2 separate regions of the Sus scrofa genome follow, and region 1 is linked to region 2. A link is a contact called in public promoter capture Hi-C data. All regions are on one chromosome and are shown on one strand. Each heading gives the region's core, a stretch centred on a gene start, on an enhancer-like site or on the middle of the called end of the contact. The rest is flanking DNA. Distances are from core to core; before and after follow the strand shown. Region 1 holds the start of ASL (argininosuccinate lyase). Region 2 holds the start of RABGEF1 (rab5 GDP/GTP exchange factor).

Region 1 (7,166 bases), core at 4,596-7,095, 260 kb before region 2:
CTTACCTCCCCAGGGGCAGGACGTTGATCCGCTTCTGCACCTCCAGCAGCCTCTCGGAGTCTCTGGTCAGTGCCACAGCATGGCTGTGGGGAGCCGGGAGCAGGAGGGTCAGGGCAGCCTGCGCCCCTCCCCTCGGGCATGGCCCCCCTGGCACCGCCCCACTCACCTCAGGATCCAGTGGCTCCAGCGGATGGGCTGAGCCCTCTGCAGGTGTGTGTACCCCGGGAAGAGGATGTCACGTTCCCTGCGGGGGAAGAGCAGAGGCGGGGAGCCTGAGGGGCTCTGGAGGGTCAGGCGAGGCTGCCTGTGACACTTAGGACCCTGCAAGCCTCCAGGGCGGGCCCACCAAGAATCTGCATAAGGGACCAAGTGATCTCCTGGGGACAAACATAGTGTCAGGGAAGAGTCCAGAAGTGGGGCCTCCAGGGGGTGAGCGTGGGACCAAGCATAGGTGATGCCTTCAGCTCGGGCCCTGCACCTTGGCAGCAGATCTGGGCAGGGGCCGGGCAGGGGAGAAGGCACACACAGGTACCACCTGGCAGTGAGTTTGTGAGTGTGAGTTGCTCCAGAGGCGCCCAGAATAGCTGGGGGCCCTTTAAAGTAGGCAGGGCAGAGACAGAGGTGCTGTGGGTGACAGTTCTGCTTTTAAAAAATAAACAGCTTTATTGAGATATAATTCACATATAAACCACCCAGTTTAAGTATACGGTTCGTGTACAGCCATCCGCATACAGTTTCATCGCCCCAAGAAAGAAACCCTCGGCTCCTCTGCAGTCACTCCCTATTCCTCCCAACACCTGCCCCCAAAATGACAGTTCTTGGGCCCTTGTTTTCCCCCAGCGGTGAAGGCAGTGAAACAGGGGTCACAGGGAGCTGGGAAAGAGGAGGGGTCCACCCTGTCTCTGACACCAAACAGAGCCTTCTCAGCCGTGATGTCCCAGAGCCAGAGCTTGGGATGAGGCCAGCGGGAGGCGGCCCTCGGCTCGGTCCTTTGCCCGCCATGCTGGGTGGGTATGGGGACATGGGGCACGGGCAGGCTGAGGGGTGACTCTCTGGCTGCCCCAGGCAAGCCAGCCCCTTTCCTCAGGTTTCAGGGCATCATCCGCCCAGCGCCTTAGCCTCCTGCCTGTGGATCTGCAAGGGTGAGCTTGCCCTGCTGCTGAGCGGGGCTGCCTCAGGGAGGGATGCTGCAGCAAGTGCCCCACGCCTGGCTGCTCCTGCTCCGCCTCACTCGGTCCAGGAGCTCTGGGAACCCCTGTGCCCCAAAGCCTGGCTCCCCAACCCTCAACACCCCTACCACCTAGGTCTGTGGCTGCCTGTCTCAGGGGAGCAGAGTCCTCAGCTGCCTTCATCCCGTCGCTGCCACCCGGTGTCCCGGGGACTCACGCCTCTGCCCGATCCACCATGGTTCTGATGAGCTCCCGGAGGAGGGCCGAGAGGGCGGAGCAGTTCTGCCGCATCCACAGCCTGAGGTCAGTGACCACCTGTGGGGAGAAGGAGGTGGCCCTCAGGGACACAGATGTGCTGCTTCCCTGGGGAGCCAGGATCGAGGCTGAGCCCTAACTCTGTTGCCTGTGCTCCCCAGGGCTGGGAAGGCGCAGGGTGGGGACGGGGGCGGGGGCTGCAGCACCTGGTCGTTCCGACTTCGTCCTGTGTGCAGCTTCCCTGCCGTTTCACCGATGAGCTCCTGGGGGGTGCACGGAAGCAGGCGGTCGGGGTCAGCCCAGGTGGGGCGCACCCCTCCCCAGCCTGTGGCCCTCCCTCCCTGCCTCAGGGTCCCCTGGTGCTGCCCACGTCCCTGCCATCCCTGCCGAGACCTCCTGTTCTGAGGTCATATGATGAAGGGAAGAGAATGCTGGTGCTTATGCTCAAAGGGACGCAGGGCAAGCAGGGTGGAGGGCGGGGCTGGTGTCGCACCTTCAGACGCCGCTCATTGGCCGTATGGATGTCTTCATCATTGGGGTTGAGTTTGAAGGTGCCCTGGGCCCACTCCTCAGCTACCTGCAGCAGGTGGCAGCAACACAGAGGTCAGGAGGGCAGTCACGGGCAGCTGAGTCCTTGCAGCACTTCACAGGAGGGGCTGTGTCACCACCCACCCCAGGAGCATCTCAGGCCTGGTGCACCTTTGCTCAGGAGCCACGGACCACAGGGGCATTGAAAAATAAAGAGAGACAGCACAGCACAAGGTTAAAGGGCATCTCTCTGGGCTTATAATCACCACGAGGGGACGGGAGATGCTTGGGATGACACTGCAAGGGGCGCCCGGGGATTTGATGGAAGCCTGGGACCCCGGGGGCGGGTGGGGAGGGGGGAGGTCAGGGCGTGGAGGGTACCTTGTCCAGGCCGTGGAGTATCTGGTCCATCTCGGCCTTGGTGAGGAGCCCCGCCTTCTCCAGGCCCCGGCTGTAGGCCTTGCTGCCCTGCACGTCCACCTCCCACAGGTGCCGGTCATAGGCGATGGACGCGTTGAACTTCTCCATGATGGGGTCCACTGCACCCACAAAGCGGCCACCCCACAGCTTCCCGCTCTAGCCGGGAGAGCAGACGCTGTGAATCTCCTCCCCCCTTGAGAACAGTGCCTCTCACAAAGGGCCCTTGGGACAGATATCAAGTCTGATGGCGGTGGCAGCCGGCGGGCAGGGAGCTTCTCACTGGGCAGATGAGGGAGCTGAGGCTCAGAGAGCATCAGGCACGTGCCCGGAGTCACTCAGGGAGTGAATGCGGGAACCTGGCTGGACGCTGAAGTTAGGGGGCATCTTTCCCACCAGGCGGCGCTGCTCTAGGGAGATGGTGACAGGCACCTCTGAGGCCACAGAGAACTTCCGGGACCTTTCCTGCCACTGATCAAGGTGAGAAATCACTCTGGAATCCAGAGTTGGAATCCAGCTCTGCTATTCGAGGGGCAATGACAATAATACTAACATACGTCCCCTTCTCATTGTGTGCCAGGCACCATCGGCCACCCTCTGAAGGAGGTACCAGTGCTACTGCGCCACAGAGAGGGGCAGCCCGAGGCGCTAACCCCACACCCCATCAGGGCCTCTGCTTGCTCTGCTGCTCTGAACTTTTGCTTCAGGGACAGCGAGGAGGCACCTGAGGGGCCCCCTCAGTCTCACGCTGCCTGGGTCTCCCTCCCCCAGCTGGGGGTGGGGCTAGGTTCCCAGCGTCCCCCTCCCCCTCTGGAGAGCCCCCTGAGGCACCCTTTGTTATTGCCTTCTGGGAGGTCACTGGCTGACCCTCTGCCCCCCTGGAGCCAAGGGCAGAGGGATGGGACAGAGATACCTCTGTTTTGAAAGAGGGCATAGGTCAGGGCATGGGACAGATGGGGGAGGGGGCGCAGAACCCCTGAGGGGCAGTGAAACGCCCAGCATGCCAAGGGAGGTATGCCAAGGACATGTGTCAAGGACGGGAGGAGGGGGTGCTGGGCGGAGGTGGACATGTTACTTCACTGACATCTTTTCTGTGGAGGGGTGGTTTACAGTGGCCTCCGGGGGCATATGTTCTCCTCTGTCCCCCGGCAGTGTCCCAAACCTGTGTTAGCCTCTTGACCATACGTATGTTGTGTAATCTCTCTAACCCTCGGGGTTGCCTCTCTATGAACTAGGAATAACAATAACACCTTTTTGATGGAGTTGCGAGCGTTCAATTAGATTAAGCTAATGGCACACAGAGCACAGTAAATTCTAGGTAAATTCTTGGCCGGGGGCTGCCAGGGTCTGGGTGTGCCTTAACTCCACTCCTGGCACCATCGAGACCTCCACCATGCTCTGGACCCAGGCTCTGAGCTGACCCTCAGTGTGCAGCAGCCTTGGCTGCCAGAGGACTCTGCCCTGCAGATGCAGCTTCTGTGCCCCTCAGAGGCTGGACCCGCTGCTCAGCCCTCTACTGCCCAGCCAACCCTAGACCTCCAGCAAAGCACCACGTGAGGCCCTCCCTGGTCCTCAGCACGGGGGTCAGAGGGCCAGGCAGGGCCAGCCAGTCAGGACAGGGAGTCAGCCTTTCAGCCAGTGGCTGGGCAGCACCTCCCCAGCAGGTCCCTGGACTCCCTTCATGGGTTGTTCGTAATAACAACTACTTAACAAGTGGGGCTGCAGCCAAACCAATTAGTGCCAACCCACAGGACAGCCTGGGGCAAGCAGAGTCTCCTGAAGGAGGCCTACTCCGCATTGGACCTACTCCGCATCGGACCGAGCTTCTATCCCACTGGCAGGCCTAAAAGGACCCCAGGAGGATGTCAGAGTGAGGTGCCACCTCCTGGGCACTGAGTGAGGAGCCGGGTGGTGGGAGAGGGCTTTGTAAGCCAGAGCACATCTGGGCCAGAAGGGTCCCTTTGGGGCAAGGGCACAGGGACACCAGGTTGGGCTGGGATGAGTGAGCAACAGCCAATTTTGAACACCCGTGGGGAATAGCAGTGTTGTCACTCTTCGTGTCATTAACACCGTTTATTGAGCACCTACTATTGTGGGGCCCTGTGCTAGGCACTCTCCAGACGCTATTACACCCTCCCAGGAGGTGGGCACTGTTACCCCTATTTTACAAATGAGGAAAGAGGTTCAGGGAGGTTGAGTAACTACTTCAAAAACCAAGTCTCTTTGAATCCAAAGTCCAGGCCCTGCCATAGACCCTCCACCATGACCCAGAAGCCAGCAGGGCCGGTGGTCTTAGCCACTTTACTCAGAAGAACAAACTAAGGCCCAAAGAGGAAGTGACTTGCCAGCTCTGGAGGGCCAGAAGGGACTGGAACCCAGACCTCCTGCTCCCCAGGCCCAGGATTCCCTTCACTGGGATGGAGCAAACAGCCCCTTTTACCTGACGGGTTCAAAGCAATGACTTCATGATCCAGTACCTCACAGAGGCAGACAGACAGCTGTTATTATTCCCATCTGCCAGATACATCAACTGAGGCCCAAGGAAGGGAACCTGTGTCTTGGCCTCCTGCCACTGTCAGGACCCAGGAGTCCTCTGGCTCTGAGGGGGAGAGGCCAGTGAGACCGGAAGCCACCAGGTACTGGGGCCACAAGGCACAGTCCCCTACCTCCCGGCTCTTAACACAGGCAAGAGTCACGTGGACTCTGCTACACAGGCACCAGTTGCTACCAGGAGAGGGGAACACGATGGGGATTGACGGGGTGGGGTGGGGAGGAATGAGGAGGTAAGGGGGCTGAACGAGTGGGCAGCACCTTTTTCCTCCTGGCTTAGACCACTGTCAAGTCAGGTCAGGGGCACCCTCCTCAGCCGTGTGAGTTGGTAGGTTAGCCAGGGGAGGAGGGAGAGCAGACGGTGGTGGGGACACCGGGAAGTCAGGACAAAGTTCTTTCCTGGGGCTCTGGCAGGTGCGCCATGGGATACCCACCGCCTGGAGCCAGCGAAGACAATTACCAGGAGGGCGGCGGGAAGATCGCCTGCGCAGGTCACGCCCCGACCGGCCCCCAGGGCGCCCCACCCCTTCCTTTGGAGGCTCGGCAGATAGGCGTCCCCGAGGTCCCACTAACCTCTGATGCCATGTTGGGCGGTTCCTCGTCGTCCGGGAGCCTCAGTCCTCCGGGTCTGGAAGACAGGACAGGACTGAGGACCTCCTCGGCCCCCTGGCCGGGGGTCCCTGGGGCGAGGCGGCTCCAGGTTGGGGCACGGCGCTTGGTGTAGGCGGACGTGGGCAGCCCTAGCGCGCTCGTCCGGGTCCTCTACGTCCTCCGCTCCCGCCCGCCCCGCCTGTCCAGCCGCACACTCACCACCGCCAGGCTGCGCCGTGCGTCTCTCGGAGCCACCCGGCTGGGCTTTTCTGGCCGGGAGCGTCAGCCCCTGCCTGGCTCTGCCCCCTCCTCCTGGCAGCAGCCGCACCAATCCTGGCGGCCCGGCCTGGTGGGCGTTGCCTCTTCCCTCCAATCCGGACTGTGGGCGGAGCCGCCTCCGAGCTGCTCGGGGCTGATCCACCACAGGTAGGGAACCGTGAGGGTGGTGCCTGAGCGACCGTGCTCGAGACTGCAGACTGCCGCGGGCACAGGAGGGAGACCTAGGCTAGGGATAGAGGCAAAGACACTGGGCCGGGCCTGGCGGGCTCACTAGAGGTATAAGGTGAAATGGCATGCCCAATCTTTCATTCATTCAACAAGCACGTTCCCGGCACCTCTTCTGCACTAGATACAGAGTTAGACACTGAAGAAATGATACCTGCGTCAAGAAGCTCTAACAAAGCGTGGACAAGGTGTGCAGGGAGCACAGAGGGCAGTGCAGGGCGGGGCGTTTATCTGGGGGTTCTCAGGGGTCCTTGACACGACTTCAGCACGAATGAGAGCCTGGGTTCTAGGCGCCAGGAGTACAGGCTCGAACTTCTGCCCTGGAAGTGCCACATTCTGGGGGAGATGTCCCCTGAGCTGCGTCATAGAAGATGGGTCATTTTGCTTTTAGCTCAGCGAAAAAGGATTAGAACATTCCCTGCAGGGGGAGCAGCCTGGGCAAAGTCCTCGAGGCCAGAGACCAGAAGGTGAATGGCTTGCTTGGAGAACAGGAAACCGTCAGAGAGCCTATCACACAGGGTCAGGGGCTTGAGGACAGGGGTGGGGAGGAGAGGTGGGAAGCAGGCTGGGGCAGGTCAGGGTCTTGAATGTCAAAGGAGAAGGTTTGGTCTTGGTTCCATAGGTCATAGGGAGAAAAGACTTTTTTGTTTTTTGTTTTTTTTAATAGTTAACTTTCTTTTTTTTTTCCTTTTATTTTCCCACTGTATAGCAAGGGGATCAAGTTATCCTTACATGTATACATTTGTTCCCCCACCCTTTGTTCTGTTGCAACATGAGTATCTAGACATAGTTCTCAATACTACTCAGCAGGATCTCCTTGTAAATCTATTCTAAATTGTGTCTGATAACCCCAAGCTCCTGATCCCTCCCACTCCCTCCCTCTTCCATCCGGCAGCTACAAGTCTATTTTCCAAGTCCATGATTTTCTTTTCTGAGGAGATGTTCATTTGTGCTGGATATTAGATTCCAGTTATAAGTGATATCATATGGTGTTTGTCTTTGTCTTTCTGGCTCATTTCACTCAGTATGAGAGTCTCTGGTTCCATCCATGTTGCTGTAAATGGCATTATGTCATTCTTTTTTATGGCTGAGTAGTATTCCATTGTGTATATATACCACCTCTTCCGAATCCAATCATCTGTCGATGGACAT
Region 2 (6,989 bases), core at 1,736-4,235:
AAACTTGCAAGTAGAGAGTCGAGTCGAAGAGATGGTTATACCTTTGTTATCTTTGAAAAGGGAGTGGGATGGTATCACAGTAGGCTTCAGCGCACGCTGCCGCCCCCCCCGCCCCCCCCCCCCGCCTTTTTGGCTGAACTTGCTTCCCAGGTCGGGGACTGAACCCACACCACTACAGTGACCCAAACTGCTGGAGTGACAATGATGGATCCTTAACCCACACAAGAACTCCGTCTTTGGTCCATTTGAGTTAATTTTTGTACATGGTATTAGGTAAGGGTCCAATTTCATTCTTCTGCATTTAAATTTTATGTATACTTTACAATAAAAAATAAAATTAAGTTTAAAAATTTGATGATAAGAACATAGTAAACTAGGAATAGCAAGGACTTTCCGCAACATGATAAAGGCCATTTTTGAAAAGCCCACTGGTAACATCAGAACATAGTGACAGACGGAAAGTTTTTTCACTAAGATTGGGAACAAGACAAGGATGTCTGCTTTCAGCACTTCTATTAACATGTTTTCACTTCTTTTGGAGAACCATCTGACCTCACCTTTCTGCAGAATTGGACTCTTCTGATCAATCCCTTGGCTTTCTCTCTCTCCTCTTTGCCTCCGTATTACTCCTTTTTTCTAGTTTTCCTCTTCTTCCCCCCGCCCCCCTTCTTTGCTAGCTCTTTTGACTCACTCCCTGATCTATTCTTAACCCGCTTTTATCTTCACTTTTTCCAATGGGACTGCTTTTTCTTTTAAATTTTTTCTTTTCAGGGCTGCACCTGCGACATGGAAGTTCCCAGGCCAGGGGTCGAATCAGAGCTGCAGCTGCCCGCCTACGCCACAGCCACAGCCACACCAGATCCGAGCAAGTCTGGGACCCACTCCGAAGCTTGTGGCAGCACCAGCTCCTTAGCCCGCTGGGTGAGGCCAGGGATCGAACCTGCATCCTCATGGATACCAGTCGGGGTCTTAACCCCCTGAGCCACAATGGGAATTCGCAGTGGGACTGCTTTTTATAAGTTGGTTCACATAAAAAAAAAAAAAAAAAAAAAAAAAAAAACCACATAAATTGAACTAAAGAATAATACAGTGAATATCCACATATCTATCATCCATCTCAAGAAAACATGGCCTCCTCAGTTAACTATACCTTTGGTGCCCCTTCTCAGTACCCTACCACCACCACCCCTTCTCTCAGAGGCAAGTGTGGTAGTTTGTTCCCTTAATGGCCCCAGTGAGTCAGACCTTCCTATGTCCTCACTTTGGCTAGTCCCTTCCCCATGGCCCATTACCTTTTGACCTCCTCTCCTACCTCCCCTCCATTCACTGCTACACAGGCTGGTGATGTCCAGAGGGCCTCTGCACTTGCTGTTCCCTGCACCTAGAACACTTTTGCCCAAATAGTTGCATAGTCACCTCCTTAGCCAGGGCTTTGCTGTCCACCCAAAAACCTCAGTCTTCCTGGTTGACTGGCTGGCCTTCCTTGCATGATTTTTCTTCAAAGCAATCACTGCTGTCTCATGTACTATTGTACATAATGTATTTATTATTTACTTATTCCCCCCCCACCACCTCTTCCCTAGAATGTAAGCTTCTCAGCATAGGTACTCCCCCACCCCCCCCACCACTTTTTAACAGTCTGGTATCCTTGGCCTAGCACACACATTAGGTGCTGTAGGGGAGGGGAAATCATTTTCCCTCTGCTCTTCTAAGTTATAATAAAAGAGTAATAAGCAAAAAAACAAACTGAAAATTATTACCATGTATACCTCACACATACAAAGGAGATACCCTGAGAAAAGGCTTAGAATGCCCACTTAAATACCATTTTCCAATAAAGAAAAAACAGGAAAGGTGTTTGTGTGTGTGTGTGTGTGTGTGTAGGGGAGACCAGTTATGGGAGGTGACCAGGGGAATAAAAATAAGCTTAAGGTTTGTCATGCAGCTCTAAGTCAGTGTCTTATCCATAGTTGAGCTTCTAGTGACCTAAGAGTCATCCTTCTCTCCCAGGTACAGAGGGAGACCCCTTTACTAACGTGATCTCCTTCATTAGCTTCATTTCCTGTACAAAAGGTTAACTTCTGGTTTGTTTTCAGGGCTTCTCTGCTTTCTCAGAGGCATATTTTTGGGTGGCATATTCTGCTTCCCTACAGAATTTAGGAATAATCTGAGGAATGAATCAATCTCCATTTGGCAAATAATGAGCAAAGACTGAGAAATTAGACAACCTGTCCAAGATCAGAGGCAGCATTTAGCAAACCTGGTATTCCAACTTAGGTCTCCCTCCAGACACTGTACTCTAGTATTTTCTTTTCTTTTTTCTTTTTTTTTCTCCCAGTCGTGGCTGCACTTTGTGCCATAGATACCATCCAGAATACAGAGGCAGCCGCTGTCTCCAACATTCCTGAAATGGGAATCACGGAGAACTGGATTCCATTTATGACTCGATCATTAATACTGTGTGACACTGGGTAACTTATTAACCTCTGGAATTCAGTTATGCTCAGCTATAAAACCTGCTTCTAGGTCAGTCACTCTCTTTAAGGTCCTTTAAACTCAAACCACGTTCAAAATCCTAAGATCCGTGTGAAGCTATGGGATTCATTACTTTCTCAGGCAGCCTCATTCCCCACAGACTGCAACTGTCCACTGGCCCAAAGACTTCTCTCCCGCAGCCTTTCCAGTGCCTCCCATTTCGAGCTAAGGATGAGCAGCGTCTCTCTCAGTGGGATTCCCAAATACAGTGGGTGAGGAAAAGACAGGGAAACGCCGGCTTCTCCGTCGGCTTCTGAACGCTCCAGGTCAGGGACCCAGCACTAGGGCTGAGGGCGCCTCCTTCCTCATGCCCGACGGCTTTGTCGCCACTGTCATCCACGCCAGCCTCGCCCTCGCGCCACCCAGGGCAGATGCCGATGGGCACCTACACCCTCCCGGCGAGCTCCGAGCCCCGGAAGTGACGTCATGCGTGCGTGGCGTGCGCTCGCGGCGCCGGGGGCGGGGCGTGCGAGAGGGAGGGCCGGCGTGAGGGCGGGTTGTGGACTGGCGCCGGGACCTACTCGAGCGACGCGGGGAGAGCTGCGGTCCCGACGCGGGTGGAGCAGCCGGCGAGGTACGGGGCGGACGGACGGGACCCGAGGGGGGCGCGGTTCGCGACTCGCGGTGGCGGTGCCGTCCCGACAGGGGCTGCTGGGTCATTGGTCTAGGCTGTCCACCCGGCCGGGGCCATCTCGCTCCGGTCCCTCTTGCCGTCCTTCGTCCCAGCCCAGGGCCCGGTGGCGGGGCCCTGGCCGGTCCCAGGCCGTCGCCGGCCCCCTTCATCCTCTGCGCGTTCGGCCTGCCGTTTTAGGGCGCTTGTCGCCAAGTTGCCCGCGGCCCGGCCCAACTCCGACGGACAGACGCGTCTCGTTTCCTGGCCGCCTCCTGCCGCCTGTCCAGCTCTCGCGGGATGGCTTCCCTCCGACCGGCTCACTCAGTCCAGTCGGCAGAGTACCAAGGGACACCTGTGGTGGTGACCGGCTGGGTCGTGCCTTGGGCTCCTTGGGGACCCGTCGCAGCCCGGCCTGGGCAGGGCCGCCGGGACCTCGGGAACCCGCGTCGGTCTCAGAGAGGGAAGGGTCCGGGAGCTGGGAGGATGCTGTCTTTCGCGGCGTGGGAGCTGGAAGACTGGTCCTAACTTTCGCCCTATGATTGAGGACAAAGTTGTGGGCCTGAGGTTAGGAGCACAAGTCCCTGCTTCCGAACCGTCTTGGAGGAGAGCAGAGGTGATGCTCATCACGGAAGTTTAGTCGACAAGGAGGAGGGACCCAGCCGCTTCAGGGAGTAGATCAGAGTCTGCTGGTGGTGTCTCAACGCTGATGGCCAAGCCCTGTGATTGGGAAATGTGTCCGTGGGCTATGGGGGCTCGCTTTGCTCATGAGCTTAGATGTGAAAATTGGTCAGGATGAGTTTACAGCATCACCTGGGGAGTCGTTTTTTGGATCTGAAGAGTTGTGGCTTTTGTTTTGTTTTTGAGATTAACTCATTGTTGTACCTTTTTCTGTAAACCTAAGGCTGCAAAAGTACACTTACCCCCCCCCCCAAGTCTATTAAGGTTACTAATAAGTAACTTAAGCAGTACCAAGGAAGCTTCCCAGAGGTGCAAGAAGATTTGATTTTTATTCGATCCATTTCATGACAGATAACGTTAGTTTTAAGAGTTACTGATTCTCAGGTGGAAAATTAAGAAGTGTTGAAGGATTTGAATTTTGGGGACCTTCCAAGCCATCATTTTCTTCTCCAGAAAGTAGGCACTTTAAGGGAGAAGGACAGCAGAGATCCTTGCCATAAATGTGAGCAGTGTGAGCTAAGAGAGGTCACTGAGGGGGGACACCCCAAGTGTCTGGAGGGACCGCAGGGAGTGAAATGTATCTGAAAGTGTCCTGAAGAATGAGTAACATTCAGACTAGCAAGATGGGGTGGGAATTTTAGGGGTAGTGGGAATGTGGGCGTGGGGCAACTAAAGGAGAAGAGGGCAGTAACTCCCGGGAGGTGGTTTTTGAAAAGTGAAAAAGTGCAGGGCAGAGCTGTGGTGGCTGATAGGGGAAAAGATGCAGGAGATTCTTGGGGGGCTTTTATCTGGTGATGGCAGGACCAGGGAAGGGTTTTAAGGAGGGTTATTTGCCTGGTTAAAATGGAATTTTATATAAGGCTTACACATAGGCTGCTGTGTGTTGACTGATGAGGGTTGTTCCCAGCATAGTGCTTGATTATGTGCTATTTGTATTTTAATCTTTTCTGCTCCTTAAATGAATTGAATTCTCTTCTCATTTAGTCATTGTGGGAGAGTGTCTGACCCTGCTTACTTGTAAGCTTCTATAAACAGGAATTCTGCCTGTATCTCTTTGCTTCTTAATCCAAGTTGGGCTTTCAGAAGTGTTCCATGAGGACTTGAGAAATCATTGATTTCCTTTTCTTTCTTTTTTCTTTTTTTTCTTTTTGTCTTTTGTCATTTTGTCTTTTGAGGGCCAAACCCAGGGCATATGGAGCTTCCCAGGCTAGAGGTACAATTGGAGCTGTGGCTGCCAGCCTGCACCCCAGCACCAGATCCGAGCAGCATCTGTGACCTACACCACAGCTCACAGCAACACCGGAGCCTTAACCCACTGAGCAAGGCCAGGGATCGAACTCACAACCTCATTGTTCCTAGTCGGATTCATTTCTGCTGCACCACGACGGGAACTCCTCTTTTTCTTTTTTTTCTCTCTATCTCTCTTTTTTCCGTTTTTGAGCCGCTCTTGTGACACAAGGAAGTTCCCAGGCTAGGGGTTGAATTGGAGCTATAGCTGCTAAAGGACTATGCCACAGCATAGTAGGTCCTAAACCTACTCAGCGAGGCCAGGGATCAGACCTGCATCCTCATGGATGCCAGCTGGGGTGGTTACCACTGAGCCACAATGGGAACTCCAAGGAATCATTGATTTCTGATTTTCAGTGGTTGGTTTTCAGAAAAAACATTTTTGATCAGTACTTATTATCTACATATAGAAGAACTAAGATATTGTTTCATTTACTCTTGTCAGTGTTTGACTAGAGAAGTAGAATTTTTGTGTTGACCACGTGAGTTTAATTGTTGGCACATGTGTTTCTATTGGCTGCAAAGTAAACATCTCTAGCAGGTTGACCCATCCCTAAAATGTAGGTGATACCTGTGTAGCATAACATACCTGTCTGCTCTGTGACTCAGAATGGAAATGCTATTAAGTGGCTTCTTAACCCAGCAATAAACTTGTCACCCTAAAAAAAAAAAAAAAAAAGGAGTTTTACAATAGAGGCCAAACATTTTGAAAGGCTTATTAAATGTTCAGTTCTGTCATAAAGCATTGTAGAAACATTATATGTGTTATTTCATATGACTAAAATGCCTTGAAATAATCTAGACTATTGTTGAGTCAACACTTGGAGAAACAACAACAGTCGACGTATCTTTTTATCCCATGCACTATTGTGTAGCTCTTATTTTATCTGTTTGTTTGGATAAAGCTCCAAAAATTCTTTAGGAAAAGGCTGTACTTTGTGGTGCTGCTTTCAAGTGAGATTCCTGTTGCTGATGAAATTGCCGTCGGTGGGGTAGGAAGTGTAATTTTTATTGTGTGGTAGAACATCTTTGCATGTCTCTGGTAGCATAGCTCACTTGCTTATGGTCACTAGGAGGGTGAAGGATTGTAATTACAATCAGTTCATTAGATAAAAATGTACTTAAAAGTTAGTTATGATCAGAACGTTAAGTGTGAGTTCATAGTAGGGCAAAATTTTCCCCACTGAGAGAGTCTTAAGCTTTTTATTTTCCTCAAATGTTAGCAAGAAGATTAGTGAAATCCCCAAAGCAGGATTGTAGCAAGAGCTTTGGGGGCTCTAACTTCTGTGCTGTCTTAGGTTAAGGCAGCATCCCTGGTGCTAGGCACAGGGCAGTTCAGAAGAAGCTGTACAAAAACTGTTTAAGTTTCTTTGACGCTGGTTCATTCAGTTCTTGTTCAGAATTAATACTCAGATGCAACTGCATTTGTGGTGATTTCGTTTGTATTTTAAAAATAAAAATGACTTTAGGGGGATTTTTACATATTTACAATTTTCTTTATGCTCCAGAGTTAAATATATGTAATGAAAGTGTCTAATTTTGGTAGTTCCTCTGTTGTTAACGTTTCCTAATTTTAAACATATTATTTGCTACCACGCTTTTTTTCTTGGGCACACAGGAAAGATAATGCCTCTAGAAACTGAACTCATAAAACGCTTATTAATAGAAGAAAATATCTTCTTATTGTGCTATGCTGTTTGTTTGTTTTTGTCTTTTCTAGGGCCACACCCATGGAATATGGAGGTTCCCAGGCTAGGGGTCGAATCGGAGCTGTAGCCACAGGCCTACGCCAGAGCCACAGCAACGCTGGGATCCAAGCCGCATCTGCAACCTACACCACAGCTCTCGGCAACGTCGGATCCTCAACCTACTGAGC

Evidence for each region. Promoter capture Hi-C pulls out the DNA fragments that hold promoters and counts their contacts.
Region 1: a contact with region 2 is called in a promoter capture Hi-C map of fetal liver, with 3 times the contacts expected there. The contact joins the promoter of ASL here to the promoter of RABGEF1 in region 2. A contact is called at or near these places in 1 of 5 promoter capture datasets (fetal liver) and 1 of 2 datasets of contacts at active chromatin or transcription factors (alveolar macrophages).

Annotation. Positions count from the first base shown.
Region 1 is chr3:16,636,160-16,643,325 of Sscrofa11.1, reverse strand. It overlaps ASL (argininosuccinate lyase), which reads right to left and starts at 5,845. Exons shown (of 17, transcript XM_021086360.1): 1 at 5,730-5,845; 2 at 5,493-5,547; 3 at 2,334-2,528; 4 at 1,918-2,001; 5 at 1,631-1,687; 6 at 1,387-1,484; 7 at 167-244; 8 at 6-83. The coding sequence starts at 5,504. LOC102161858 (a long non-coding RNA gene) reads left to right here and starts at 2,535. Exons shown (of 2, transcript XR_302139.2): 1 at 2,535-2,849; 2 at 2,950-3,631.
Region 2 is chr3:16,372,600-16,379,588 of Sscrofa11.1, reverse strand. It overlaps RABGEF1 (rab5 GDP/GTP exchange factor), which reads left to right and starts at 2,985. Exons shown (of 9, transcript XM_003124438.6): 1 at 2,985-3,109.